2 separate regions of the Sus scrofa genome follow, and region 2 is linked to region 1. The links are chromatin contacts, called in public Hi-C maps. All regions are on one chromosome and are shown on one strand. The core of a region is the stretch at or near the end of the contact, and the rest is flanking DNA. Distances in the headings are between cores, read along the strand shown. Region 1 holds the start of HABP4 (hyaluronan binding protein 4). Region 2 holds the start of SLC35D2 (solute carrier family 35 member D2).

Evidence for each region. A called contact is a pair of places that touch in the nucleus more often than the background predicts.
Region 2: a contact with region 1 is called in a Hi-C map of skeletal muscle, with 3 times the contacts expected there. The contact joins the promoter of SLC35D2 here to the promoter of HABP4 in region 1. A contact is called at or near these places in 2 of 5 promoter capture datasets (fetal liver and liver), 10 of 47 Hi-C or Micro-C datasets (embryonic fibroblasts, fibroblasts, heart right ventricle and 4 more) and 2 of 2 datasets of contacts at active chromatin or transcription factors (alveolar macrophages and skeletal muscle).

What each region holds. Positions count from the first base shown.
Region 1 is chr10:25,632,189-25,639,865 of Sscrofa11.1, reverse strand. HABP4 (hyaluronan binding protein 4) reads left to right here and starts at 3,866. Exons shown (of 8, transcript NM_001244681.1): 1 at 3,866-4,320. The coding sequence starts at 3,957.
Region 2 is chr10:25,733,260-25,740,936 of Sscrofa11.1, reverse strand. It overlaps SLC35D2 (solute carrier family 35 member D2), which reads right to left and starts at 2,680. Exons shown (of 10, transcript NM_001244362.1): 1 at 2,501-2,680. The coding sequence starts at 2,652. ZNF367 (zinc finger protein 367) reads right to left here. Exons shown (of 5, transcript XM_021064593.1): 5 at 5,864-7,677.

The sequences.
Region 1 (7,677 bases), core at 2,617-5,116:
CCATAATTTCATTGCTCTTATCACAATTGATTCAACTGGCATAAAAAACAGATGAGACCCTCTTAGAATTAAGAAAAATACTTTCGTTCGTGCATTATTATCCAAGTAGAAACAACTGTAAAATAATGTAATTTTTAAATCTTTTTAAATTTACCTCTTTGGTTTTACTTTCCCATCAACCATGTGAGGAACACAGGACTGACTATAATTTTACAGAGGAGAAAGGTAAGCAAAGAGGGAGCAGGGATCCAGCAGCAAAACAGTAGATGGAATGCAACTCTTTGATGAGTCACAAAAACTCACACCTTTTTAGCCTGATTGGTCCCTCTGCCTTGGTCTTAACTCAGGTGTTGCTCTATGCATAGAATTAAAGGTAGTAAGGCTACTTTTTTTTTTTTTTTTTTTTTTTTGGTCTTTTTGCCTTTTCTGGAGCCGCTCCCTCGGCATATGGAGGTTCCCAGGCTGGGGTCTAATCAGAGCTGTAGCCACCGGCCTACGCCAGAGACACAGCAACGCGGGATCCGAGCCAAGTCTGCAACCCACACCACAGCTCACGGCAACGTTGGATCCTTAACCCACTGAGCAAGGCCAGGGATAGAACCCGTAACCTCATGGTTCCTAGTCAGATTCGTTAACCACTGCACCACGACGGGAGCTCTAGTAAAGCCACATATTTTTAAATCCTTTGATCTTTCTACGAATTTAAGTCAATCTGGAAGGCATTGGTGTATTTTATTTTATTATTCCTAATGGAATTTGCATATTAATTAGCTCAAGGTAATTTACATTTTGTATGTGGTTAAACCCCACTGCATTCCCACTGGGGCCCATAAGTAAATGCCACAGAAGGGCTGGTGGTATTATTCAGCAAACACACCTCACTGCTTTTTTTGGTATTCTTTATTTTCTAAGCTATGTGGCTATGCCCATGTTTGTTTGTTTTTGTTTTTTAGGTTTTTTTTTTCCTGTTTGGTATCATAATTACTATCAAATGACTTTTACTAAGGATTTATTTACTCTGTGCCAGGTATGACAATGAAGACTTCACATGCATTATCAAACTCAGTCCTCACAATAACCCTCTGAAGTAGGTACCATTATTTTCCTTGTTTCATAGATGAGAAAACTGAGGCACAAAAGTAAGGAATAAGGTTACAAAGTTAATTAGTGGTAGAATCAAGATTCAAATCATGGTCTAACCTCAAAATATATGCCTTTTAAAAAATTGTGGCAGAGTTCCAGTTGCAACTCAGTGGTTGTGAACAGGACTAGGAGTATCCATGAGGACGAGGGTTCAATCCCTGGTTCAGATCCTGGGTTAAGGATCTGGCATTGCCGTGAGCTGTGGTGTAGGTTGCAGACACGGCTCAAATCCTGAGTTGCTTGACTGTGACATAAGTTGGTAGCTGCAGCTCCAATTTGTCCCCTAGCCCAGGAACATCCATATGCCTCAGGTGTGGACCTCAAAAGACCAAAAAAAAAAAAAAAAAAAAAAAAAAAGCAAAAAAAATGTGGCAAAACACACATAAATTACTATTTTAACAATTTGACAATTCAGTGGTCTTATCACATTCACATTTTGTGCAACCATCACCACTATTTAGTTCCAGAAAATGTTTATCACTCTAAGGCATCCTCGTGCCCATAAAGCAGTCACTCCTCATTCCCTTTCTTCTGAACCCCTGGGCAACCACTAATCTGCTTTCTGTCTCTACAGATTTGTCGATTCTGGACATTTCATATAAATAGAAGCATATTTGACCTTTTGTGTCTGGCTTCTTCCACTTAGCATAAGGATTTCAAGGTTCATCTGTGCTATAACAAGTATCAGTACTTCATTCCCGTTTTTTGGCCAAATATCTTTTTGTCTTTTTTTTTTTTTTTTTTTTTTTTTTTTTAGGGCTTCACCCTTGGCATATGGAAGTTCCCAGGCTAGGGACTGGACCAGAGCTACAGCTGCCAGCCTATGCCACAGCTACAGCAATGCCAGATCTGAGCTTCATCTGAAAACTACACTGCAGCTTGTGGAATTTTGGGATCCTTAACTCACTCAGCAAAGCCAGGAATGGATACTAGCTGGAATCTTTTTTTTTTTTTTTTTTTTTGCTTTTTAGGGCTGCACCTGCAGCATACGGGAGTTCCCAGGCTAGGGGTCGAATCAGAGCTGCTGCCAGCCTACACTACAGCCGAAACAATGTACGATCCGAGCCATGTCTGCGACCTACACCATAACTCATGGCAACGCCAGATCCTAATCCACTGAACCAAGCCAGGGATACTAACTAGTCAGGTTATTAACTTACCAAGCCACAACTGGAACTCCTCTAGTTGGGTTCTTAACCTGCTGAGCCACAAGAGGCACTCTTTTTGGCCAAATATTAATCTATTGCACCATATTTTGTTTATTCATTCATCAGTTGATATACTTTGTTTGTTTCTACATTTTAGCTATTGTGAGTAGTGCAACTATGAAGATCAGTTACAAGTTTTTGTTTGAACACCTGCTCCTCTTTTAGATTAAAAAAAAAAAATAGGCTTTTAATCATAAACCTCCACTGACTCCAAGAAGGAGAAGACCAGCTACCTTAAAATCTTCAGTCATTCAACAAATATTTCCTGAGAACCTACTGTACAGCTACCTAGAATGCTAAGCACTGGGGATATAAGTTGCAATGAATACGACAGACATCATCCCTGTCCTACTCCTTGTGAATGACAGAAAATTGAATAAGTGAGTAAAACACAGACCTGGCAGCAGTTTTAGGATTAAGAGTTCTTTTTCCATTTGCTATTAAAGGACAGCAAAAGCTGGTAATGACCCACCTAAGCAAGATGCTGTAGCAGAATGCTTTTGGATACAAGAAACAAGTATAACGAAGACTAGTTTAAACAATAATGGCATTTGCTGTCTTACAGAATAAGTCTGAGGCAGGTAGATTCCGGACCGTGGTTAAGTCAGCAGCAGCACATCATCAAGGAACAAGGTTTTCTCCATCATTCTGCTCTGCCACCCTCACTGTCACAATAAGGGCCAGCAACTCCAAGCATCATGTCCCCCTCACATAACATGGACCAAAAAACAGAAGTGGAAAGATGACAGATCCCTTCCCAACCCTTTTTAGGTACCAGAAAAATGTTCCTCCAAGAAATCCTCCGGAAGACTCACCCACGGTTTGTTCTGCCAGATTTGCACCACATGCCTATACCTCACCAGTCAGGCCCTCCCCTAACTCTGCAAACTGGTTCACTGAGTTTGAATGGGTTGTGCTTCACCCCAGCTCAAGATTCCAGGACTTGCCTTTGCTCCTGGCCCTTGTCATCCTTCAGATCTCAGCTTAACCATCATTTCCCAGGGAAAGTCTTTTCAGGCTTCTTAATTAGGTCAGGTCCCTTTGCTATAGGATCATAGAGAAGTATGGGCCTTTCTTTTAGAGCACTTTTCTGCCTATAGACTGTAAGATCCACGAAAACAAGGAGCTAATATCTCCTACAACATAATGTCTGGCACATATAGTGTCCACTGTGTAGTTGTTGAATGGCTCAACCAATATATAAACTTCAAAGAAGAGTGGCCGATGATGAATTCAGGGAGAACGCAAATAATGGCTAGGATCCACCCTCATAGCCCAGCTGCCTAGCTCCGCCCCTTGGGCCCCACCCCTCCCTGCCGAGTCGTGGGGCGGGGCATAGAGGTCGCATGACGTGACAGCAGCCAGTCGCTGATTGGGTTTCCAGTCGTGCCGGCTAGGAAAGGGGGCGTGTCCGCGTGCGCTGATTGGCTGTCTGGTAGCGGCTGGGCGGGCGGCGGCGGCGGCGCGGGGGCGGGCGCTGGGAGGGACGGGACTGGGCAGGGCAGGGAGGGCAGTAGCTGCGGGTAGGATGGGTCCTCGCCGCCGGCTTCGTTGAGACTTGCTCGCGTGGGCTGCCCTCGGCGGGCCCGCAGTGGCCGCGGCGGCATGAAGGGCGCTCTGGGGAGTCCTGTGGCCGCGGCCGCCGCAGGCGCCGTGATGCAGGAGAGTTTCGGCTGCGTAGTGGCCAACCGCTTCCACCAGCTGCTGGACGACGAGTCAGACCCGTTCGACATCCTGCGCGAGGCCGAGCGCCGGCGCCAGCAGCAGCTGCAGCGCAAGAGGCGCGACGAGGCGGCGGCGGCGGTGGCAGCGGGGACCGGCAACCGCGGTGGCAGGAGCCCGGCTGGGGCTTCGGGCCACAGACCCGGCGCGGGCGGCGGCCGGAGGGAGTCCCAGAAGGAGCGCAAGAGCCTCCCGGCCCCCGGCGCACAGCAGCCGGACAGCCCCGGGGGCGGCCCGCAGCCGCCTGGTACGTGCGCCCCGCCCGGCACCTGGGCGGCCCGTGGTGGGCGCGGTGGGCAGGAGGGAAAGGAGAATGGGGTCAAGGAGGTCACCCTTCCTCAGCTCCCTCACGATCCCCCGCTGCGAGACTGGGGTCCCTGGAACCTGTTCAGAAAGAGCAAGGGGCTCTGGAAAGAGTTGGCTGGAGTTGAGGGTCCTTGTGGCCCAGGAAGGTGGGGGAAAGGACGGGAATCGGGGGTGTCACGCCACTTCTGGCCTTTTTTAGTCCCTTCTGGGGGCAAGGGAGAGTGCAAGCTTGGAATAGGGGGTTTCAAAACCCTGCGGCTGAGCCTTTACAAGTTGGCCAAAGTTGAGGACTATTTCTGGGGTTGAGGTGTAGGGGCGAACACTGGGGTCGCTGCCCTGGGGCTCTCAAATATAGAACTAGCCGGGACCTTCTCCATCCTCCAGCCTAACCTCTGCAAGATTCTCATCGGGAGGTAGAAAGAAAAGGGTGGTGGGAAGGGGAGAGGAGCGCCCCTCTTAAGGAGGATGGAGAAGGGCGCAACCCGGCCCTTTGGGAGTGGCTGCGAGAGCCCGGGACGTGTGAAGGATCTCCGGGGTGAGGGGCTGGATCCTCTGTGATGGAGGGAAGGCCCGAGTGACCGCGGGGGCGGGCTGTGACGTCAGGGCCGCCAGCGGAATGCGGCGGGGGTGGCCGCGGGGTCCCCGGCGCCTTCCAAGTTCTGTGCCTTCACCCATCCTTCTTAGGATAGCTTCCAGCAGTCGTCCGGTACGTTTTCAAGGCAGCAAGCAGTGTTGATGGGTTGTGTAACTTGTGATTAACTCTGACTGCCTTAAGAAGAGCGTTTTTAATTTTTTCAACACGAATATTCAAAGTTCCCCACAACCTGCTTAGCCAGAACGGCCAGTGCAATGGTATACTACTGTCTGCATTCAGGGATGGTGGGTGCCCAAGTGTCCTTTCTCACCTGAACTGCATCAGTGGCAAAGTCTCCAGGACTCCCCCTGTTTCTTCTAGGACTCGAAGGCATTTGGTGCTAAGGTTTCCCAAAAAAAGAGTGTTAAGACCATCCGAGCCAGTGTTTGGCAGTGTATTCCACTGGGCTTTACTGGCTTGTTCCTTGCTTGATAAAAAGTGTGCAGCCCAGCCCTAAGTGAACAACTCCTGATTTCAGCGTTGGGGCTTTGCGTCTTGCAACTAGGTAATGTTTCCCTTTATCTGTGCGAAGTTTAATCGGGCAGTATCTCTTGAGAATCAGAAAATTAAGTCACTGTAGTAAAGCTTATATAGACAATCATAGAGAAGATTAAAAAGAAAATTATTTGAAATACTATTGGCTATCCTGAGACCCCTTGGTAGGCCAGTACATTTATGAGCCTATTTAAAACAATGAGACGAGATATAGTGTACATTTAGTATTATGTTCTATTTTTTCTCTGAAATCTATTGCAATAACTATCATAATAATGAAAATTGAGAAAGGCTAAGCTTTATTTTTTTAACAAATGAAAATATGTGTTTTATCTTTAGTGCAAAACTGAATTTAGTTCTCGGTCAAAATATTGCTTTTTAACCTTTTTACTCTTAAAAATGCCATGCATTTTATTAAAATCTTAAACAATTAAGAAATATATGAAGTGAAAATCCCATATTTTTCTTAGCGTTAACAGCTTGCCTTTACATAAACGCACAAAACTATTTCCTTTTTTTCTAAATTTAGATGCTTTAAACTGGATTGCAACCTGCATTGAGTATTATGATCTAGTACATTTATATCTTACTAAACTAATAAACTTATTAATTTAGCATTGTAATCTAGTATGTTTATAACTTTTTCTTTCATTTGTTTTTGATCCAAGTGACCTGGCTTTAGTGATCTATATTAAATAACATTAGTTAATTTTGTAGTTAGAATGAAAATTTTGTAATTCTAGTTCTTGGTCAAGCATGTGATATTTCAGGAGCAAATGGATCATTAATTTCTATTTATGTAGTTACCGTACAGAGTTTATTTGTGATGGAGGTTAGAGAGTTACTCTCTCAAGTTTTTTTTGTAGCCCCAACTGATACCGACTATACTTTTCCAACACTTAGAATGTTTTAATTTAGTTAGAATATTATAAGTGAATTCTTAGTGTAGGCAAGAATCAAAGGCAAGACACATTTGACATGTAACAGAAGCATTAATCTTAAAAGAATGTGAAAATCGTAAGATCTTTCCCACAGAAACGGAAATTTTTAATGTCCTTCACTATTTAACAATATACATAGACCCTTGGGTGAGCCCTGAGAACAAAAATTCATTCTTGAAGTCCTCTGAAACAGCGTTGCTTTTCCTGGACTTTCAGAACTATTCTAAGTCAAAGCTCAACTTTATTTTGGGGGAAATCTCACTGTAAATTTTTATTATATGTTGTCCCTTCATGTCTGCTTGTGGTTAGATCAGTAATCAGACTGCATAGTCCAGCCTTTTATTGGAAAGGGCTAGTAAAATTCAGTGTTTGCATTATCCATTTGGAGCTGCTGATCCAGCACAGGAAAACTAGGTTCAGTTGCAGTCTCGATCTCTTAATAGTAAATTGTGAGGCGGAAAACTGAACCCCTGTTATCTTTGTTTTTGGGTTTTGCAAGGAAAAGGAAATGTTGGAAGGGGATTGATAATTATTCTAATAAATAGCCAGTCATATTTAATGGTTTTCAATTCATACGCAGAAGCTTTGAGAGAAGTTTTCATGTACTTTGCAGCAAATGTCATTTTAAGTTTTGAAGGCTGACCTCCAAATTTAATTGATAACAATTAAAAAAATAACCTTGAGAAAGCAGAAAGAAGGTGGGAATAATTTCTTAAGTAATTCTGTGGCCAAGTGGAGATCTTTCGTTTTTTAGAAATTACAGGTTACAGATAGGAAATTTAAAACTATTAAAATAACTTTTTACATTGTGGGGAAACTATTGAAAAGCATTGTTACTGTTGATGTGCTCGCTGATGGCTATTATGTCATGGTCTCTTAAAGAGTTCAGTTTGTTGGATAATGAACTTTCGTAATAACATCTTCTACCTTACATTTCAAATGCCTTCCAATTTTGATCTCTGGTAGTAACATCTGGCATGGAGTCTCAGGCAGCTGGGCATGAGTGTCAGTCTCTCGTTTTGTTCTGCAGTAGAAGCATAATGCCCTGTTTATGATCACATCTTTCCGATATCCTAAACATGTCACAAGCTCGGACTGTGACTTCATGATGCAGATCAGGTTGAAGCATTTTCCTGGGTTATGGGACATTAACTTCAGATTGAACTTAGACCTGTTGTGTAACTTTTCGCATTTCAAAAAAATACTTGGTTAACTAACAAGTAGGAAG
Region 2 (7,677 bases), core at 1,431-3,930, 100 kb before region 1:
AAATGATGTCATGTCACTACCCATGCTGAAACCTTCCAAGGGATTTCTAATTGCATGCAAACTAAAATTAAAACTATCTGGAGTTCCCATTGTGGCACAGCGGAAACGAATCCAACTCGCAACCATGAGGTTGTGTGTTCGATCCCTGGCCTCACTCAGTGGGATAAGGATCGGCATTGCCATGAGCTGTGGTGTAGGTTGCAAATGCAACTCGGATCCCGTGTTGCTGTGGCTCTGGTGTAGGCTGGCAGCTGTAGCTCCAATTCAATCCCTAGCCTGCAAACCTCCATGTGCCACGGGTGCATCCCTAAAAAGCTAAATAAATAAAAATAAATAAATAAATAAATAAATAAATACCATCGTGGTCTCCCTCCCTCCACCCTGATCCCCCAATATCTGCTGTCAACAGAGCAGGTGGGAGTGAGTTTGATCACACGCCTCTGCTGGACACTTTCCATTGGCTCTCATCTCCCTCAGAGCTTTTTCAATGGCCACAGAGGTTCTCCACAATCTAGAAATCCATGACTCTGGAACCCTATCTAGTACCAGTGCCACCTGTACGCCTCACTCCTCCATGCCTGGAATGTTCCTCCCTTATCTTCCTCAAGTCTTGGCTCACATGTCGCCTCCTTTAATGAAGCCTCACCAATCACACTGAGACGGCAATACTTTCCCATGCTCACAGTCCCTAATTCCCTTTCCTTATTTTTGTCTCCTGAACACATGGCTGCATCTGATGTTACATAAATTCTACCAGTTTATTTACTGATTCACTCAAAATCTCCATGTAAGCTCTGGGAAGATGGATATATGCTCTCTGACATTTGGGGTTTGGATCTGCCCAGTGCTGGCACATAACAAGGGCTTAATACAATATTATTAACTGAAGGAAGGCTCTGATTCTGCCTTTCCTGCCTATCTTCTTGTTGTCTCTCCTACCCTCTCCCACATGTTCATTCGGTTCCAGCCAGGGACCCTCTCTCTGATCTTCCAGCATGTCAAGCTCATGCCCTCTCCAGCATTCTGTCTGGAACGCTCTAGCACCAACCACTCCACCTGAAACCACCCGCCTTATTCATGAGCCTACTGGTTTATTTTTTGAGTCCACCAGGGATGTGGAATCTCCAGAACGGGAGCTTCGTGTTTTCACAGCTGCCTCCGTGGTACCAGTGATGAGCATGGCACATAACAGGTGCTCAGTAAATGTCCGTTAGAGGTTTAGAGGTGGAACCAGCCAAGCTCCTGTGGGTCTCAGCTTTTTTTTTTTTTTTTTTTTTTTTTTTTTTTTTTTTTTTTTTAGGGCCACATCCGTGGCACATGAAGGTTTCCAGGCTAGCAGTTAAATTGGAGCTGTAGCCACTGGCCTACACCCATAGCCACAGCAATGCCAGATCTGAGCACATCTGCAACCTACACCACAGCTCATGGAAATGCCGGATCCTTAACCCACTGATCAAGGCCAGGGATCGAACCTGCATCTTCATGGATGCTAGTCAGATTCCTTTCTGCTGAGCCACGACAGGAACTCCAGGATAGAAGCTTTTGCAAGCATAAACAAAATAAGAAGGCCAAAGATACTCTCTGAGGGCTCTTTGGGTTCTTTATAAAACTTTAATTTTACATTCTTATAGCAACAGTACCATTTACAAAGAGAGCCCTCACTTAATGATAGCTCACGCCAGAGCTCTGGAAGGTAACTAACATAATCGTAATTATCCAACTTTCACATCTGAAAAAAAAACCGCTGACTCTGAGACTGGCGCAAGAGGCATAGCTATTAAATGCGGGAGCTGGATCTAAAACCACAGGGCTTTCAATGCCGATACAATGAAAGCATAACTAAACAGGATATTCTAGTCTTTACATACAGGTTCAACGAACCACAAGTTTCCTGGTTTACTGCACACTCATCAAAAAAGTCTAAAATATGAACTTTGGTTTTCCCCCGTTTTGAATGATCAAATGCAAATAAACTTATCCACCCGGGCCCCTTCTGATTGTTGAACACCTCGATGTGTACAAAGAATAGTTCACATTTACAGAACACATTCAGATCACTTGTTTCAGCTCACTGGTGCTCGTGAAAACTCTACAAGCGCCGCTGCGCAAGGTCCTGCAGGAGTAAGCGGTCCTGTGTCCGCGCTCACTGACAGCGGAATGACTTTGCTAGACTGTGGTTCGGTTTATGCAACGCTGCGAAGGTTCCGGCCGGTGCAAACATGGCCCAGGTGCCAAGCACAAAGCCACCCACGCCGGCGCAGGAGTCAGCAGAGACACTCCCGGCTCGCTGTCCCCGCCCGTCGGTTGCGCAGGGGGCGGCCCAAGTGCACCAAGGGCAGGGGCAGCCCGGCTGCACTCCCCCGCTCGGGGACCTCGGGGTGTCCTGCCAGGCCCTGCGGGGACAGGGCGGCATCGGATCGGGAAGGTCCCCGGGGTGGGTCGCCGCCGAGCAGCCGGGCACCCCCGCGGACCCCGCCCGGATCTCTGGCGCCCGCCTCACCGGTAGGTGGTCAGCAGCGCCTTGTTGACCAGCACGAGGAGGAAGGAGCAGGTCCCATAGAAGAGCGCGGACAGCAGCTTGGCCGCCCGGGAAGGCAGCCCCACGGAGCCGGGATCAGCGCCCGAGCCCTCCGCCTGGCCGCCGGCCGTCATGTCCAGCGGCCGCCAGCCTCCACCGCACTTGGGGACGCCCCGCCCAAGTTCCGTCCCCACCCCCGGCCCGCGGCCGAAACAGGAAGGGCTGCGGCGGGAACCCCACACGCCAGCGCGGCCCCATCGGTCGCCCCGAAGCTACTGGAGGGAGAAGAGCGGGTTTGGCTGGAGTTCGGGCTCAAAAACACCACTTTCTGATGGCTTGTCTGAAAGGAGCACAGAAACGGGTTTGGCAGAGTTTAAAAACCCCATCTTCCTCCAAAGACTGGGGAGAAATGTTAAAGACCGTTTTGCTCTCTTGGCGAGAAATATTAAGACTTTTTTTTGTCTTTTTTTTTTTTTTTGACAATTTTAAATGTATAATGTACATACAGTGAAATGCAATCGAGTCCACAGTTTGATGTTTTGACAAATGCGTAACCCATGTAACCACCCAAGTCAAAACATAGAACAAAAAAGATCTGAGTTCCCTACGTGGTTATCGAACCCCGACTAGCAACCATGAGGATGTGGGTTTCATCCTTGGCCTCGCCCAGTGGGTTAAGGTGCCGGCAGTTGCTGTGGCTGTGGTGTAGGCTGGCAAATACAGCTCCGATTCAACCCCTAGCCTGGGAACGTCCATATGCCCTGGGTGAGGCCCCCAAAATACAAAAAAAAAAAAAACAAAACCAAACCGTAGAACACTTCCATTCCCCCAGTGCACTGTGTCCTACTGAGGGCGATCGATCCCCTCAATTCATTCTGATTTCTGTTACCATAGACTAAATTTGCCTGTTCAGAAATTTCATGGAAACGAGCATGTAGTCTTTCAAGGCTTTTTTGGCTCAGTTTATTATTTTAGTGACTCAGCCAGGTTTGAGTCTTTTCATTGTTGAGTAGTACCACGACTTGTGTATCCATTCCTCAGTGATTATGTGATGGGCATTGGTTGTTTCCAGGTTAGGAACTGCCAAAAAACAAAGATGGTCCATGAATATTCATGTACAAGTTTTTGTGTGAATGTATACTTTCATTTATCTTTGCGAAATGCCTAGGGATGATATGGGTGCAAAGTCTCCAGGTTTCTTGCCTCTGGGTGCTTTATGGCAGGTTCTCCCCCTGAGGGCCCATTTCTTTTCTACATGGGTACATCTAAGGATAGGTTTGTTGTTTGTGTTAACTCTGACCAGCATCTACTTGCTCTAGAATTTTTTCAATTAACTGTCCCATATTTTCATTCTAATTTTTTTTTTTTTTGTCTTTTATCCTTTTAGGGCCGCTCCCGTGGCATATGCAGGTTCCCAGGCTAAGGGTCTAATCAGAGCTGTAGCTGCTGACCCACAGCAACACCAGATCTGAGCAGTGGCTGCGACCTACACCACTGCTCATGGCAATGCCGGATCCTTAACCCACTGAGCAAGGCCAGGGATTGAACCCGCAACCCCATGGTTCCTAGTCGGATTTGTTTCTGCTATGCCATGACAGGAACTCCCTAAATAATTTTAAAAATCTGAAATTCTAGCTTTTTAGAAAAGCTAAAGATGTCAAGTTAAATATATATTTGAGCCTAACCATATTGAAGCCATGCAATGGTTTTCTATTGGAGGCACTGAACAACCAAGAACATTTTCAGTACTGAAAAGAACGAAAGCACAACTTTTGACAAAAAAAAACTAGCAGTAAAAAAGCCAGAAAGGAAGAATCTACAAAACGCAAAAACAGGAATCAAATAAATACATATAAGACTGATTTAAAATAGAAAATGAATTCATATTCAAGTTAAACCCAAAATCTAAATTTCCTCAAAAAGAATCAACTAAGTTTCCAGTTAGCCTCCAAATAAGTTTTGGCTGCAAGACAGTATTTTAAAATCACTTTTAACAATAGGCTTAATCATATTTGTATTTAATTTGCTTCTGTGTACATACTTCTAGGAACTTAAGTCACTGTCAAAATCTCATCCTTACTGTTTAAACCACAACTCACACTAAAGAGTTGCTTGTGGAAGTCTTCTGCACAAAGCCTGGAAGGGCTGAACTTTGCCACTGTGTGGACAACTAACGATCTACCAAAAATAGCTAATGAAAATATTAAACCAAGTTACTTGACTCAGAAAAGTAAACAGGCCCTGACTGGATCCTCTGGAGGTGACCTCAGATTCAACACGTCTTGAATCTAAGTGAAATGAAATCCAAGTTAGGGCTGGCAATAGTTTAATCCTTATCAACACCAGCATTTTTAATACTGTAATAATGAAACAGATGAAGAAGTTAAAGGAATAACTAGAGTCTACAAGGTCATAATTTGGAGTTCCTGTTGTGACTCAGCGAGTTAAGGACCCAGTATAGTCTCTGCGAGGATGTGGGTTCAGTCCCTGGCCTCACTCCAGCATTGCTGCAAGCAAAGGTATAGTTTGCAGATGCAGCTTGGATCCTATGTTGCTTGCCGTGGTTGTGGCATAGGTGTCAGCTGAAGCTCTGATTCAACATGGGAACTTCCATATCCTGCAGGTGTGGCCGTAAAAAGAAAAACAAAAAAAGGCCCTGATTTTAAAATAAGGAAAAGGAATTCGCACCATGATTTCAACTAAAGATGCCTGGGATGAGACTGGAATGAAATATAAAATGCACCAAAATACACCATTAAACTCCTAGAAGAGAAATATAGGCAAAACATTTTCAGACATCACCCATACAAATGTTTTCTTAGGTGAGTCGCCCAAGGCAATAGACATAAAACCAAAAATAAACCAGTGGGAGCTAATCAGACTTACAAGCTTTTACACAGCAAAGGAAACCATTTAAAAAAAAAAAAGAAAGACAACCTACAGAATGGGAGAAAATAGTTGCAAACAATGCAACTGACAAGGGCTTAACCTCCAAAATATACAAACAGCTTATACAACTCAACAGCCAAAAAACCCAACAACCCAATTGAGAAATGGGGAGAAGAACTGAATAGACATTTCTCTAAAAAAGACATACAGATGGCCAACAGGCACATGAAAAAATGCCCAACATCACTAATTATTAGAGAAATCAGATCCCACGTTGCTGTGGCTCTGGTGTAGGCCAGTGGCTACAGCTCCGATTCGACCCCTAGCCTGGGAACCTCCATATGCTGCGGGAGTGGCCCAAGAAATAGCAAAAAGACCAAAAAAAAAAAAAAAATTAAATTAAAAAAATAAAAGGAAAATAAATTAGAAAGAGTTTAAGAATGAATGTGTACTTTAAACTGTAAATTAAAATAAACTTTTATTCAAAGCATTTTTTAAACTTACAGCATGTTTATTCTTATGCTGTTAACTCTGCCAAACTACAACTTAGCCATATGAAGCATAAACACTTCAAAAATTTGAATGTAAACCACATTTTTAAAACAAAAAAGTCTTAACACACCCCAAATTTTAGATGCCAATGTATTTTTGTCCAAGTACATAGCTTATATCAAAAAAAAGAACATTTTAAATATTTCCATAGCAAATAGTTGCAATAATTTCTTAAACTTCCAATGTGACAAATTACAAAATGTTTGTGAACAGAACTATTATAGTTGACAAAAGCTGACCGGAGAAACAAACACTCTTACTTTTGAAGTCCTTAAATTTTATTTTCTGTGAATAGACAAGTATTTTTATTTTTAAAATTCTTAACTGTCCTCTAGGTAAGTTCATCAAATTTTAAATTTCCCAAGACTGAGGAAGCTTTTTTATAATTCATTTAAGTCATATTTGAGAGGAAAAATTTTAAAGAAAAATGTTGAAACTGAAACCAAGAAAATCCAGATGCTATAGTCTCTTACTCTGCTTCTCATAAGTGCTCCATGTTAAAATTCTATATACCAGATTACAGACAAAATTCTTAAGACCATTACAAATATAAATTCTCTTATTACAAAAAAAAAAAAAAAAAACCTCAAGATTTGTAATTTACTGTACAGAGGAATTACATTTTTAAAGTATGTCCTCATCATACACATTATTTGTCACTATCATCTTTCACACTTTAGTTCCATTTCAAGAATTTATATACCTCCCATCCCCCATGGCTACATATTTTTAAACTATCTGTGTACTGCTAGACATTGGGATATTTGGATAAAGAAGCCTACATTTTAGATAACGTTTAAACTACATCTGTAGGCTACCACTTCAATTCCAAAAAAAAGAAAAAAGGGCGCTGAAGAGGCCATATTTCCCTCTGTTATTCTGAGGTTTACTCCAATTAAGCAATCTATAAACTTACCATGCTATGCATGTTATGTAGTTTCTGCTTAAAACAAAAGCTAAAATGATGGAGGTTTATGCCTACGTAAAGGAAGTGAACTACTCTGCTGTTGATTTTTCTATTCGTGCTTCAGTACATAAAATGGTGTTCAAAAACTTCATCTATTTGGAAAAAATGATTTAAAACCACCACACAAGTTAACACACTTGCAGTTAAAACTATTCCAGAAGCAAGTTAACACACTTGCAGTTAAAACTATTCCAGAAGCCTGCTTATTTGAGTTGCTACTATTTTCTGCAGTGTTTAACTGATTGCTAAATTTAGTGAAAACAAAATAGCTTGACATGTTATTCTGAAGTAAAGCTAGAAGGTGGCTTTATGCACTGAAAATATAGACAGACTTCCATTTGCTAATAAGTCTAAACAAGCAGTACATTTAAATTTAGTGTTTGCTAACAAAAGATCTACAACAGTTCACTACAAAACAACCCTGTAGGTGTCCCTTTCATTAATTAAAATCCAAGTGCCAAATCTCATTACAGGGCCCATTACATTAAAAAAAAAAAAAAAAAAAAAAAAAAAAACCAATTACCACATTACCTAGACTTTGCAAGATTAATCATTCAATTTCAGCAAATGAGAAATATGAAATGTGCAAAAGTTCCCAAGTTACCAAGCTAGGGATGACAAGTGCTTTCAAGCCGAAACATCATAGCAAATTGTAAAGCCTCAGAAAGATAAAATAAGGCTGACTTAACTCCAATTTTGAAAATGCTGAACTGCTGTCCATCTTACCAAGCTCTTCAAATATCTATTTTCT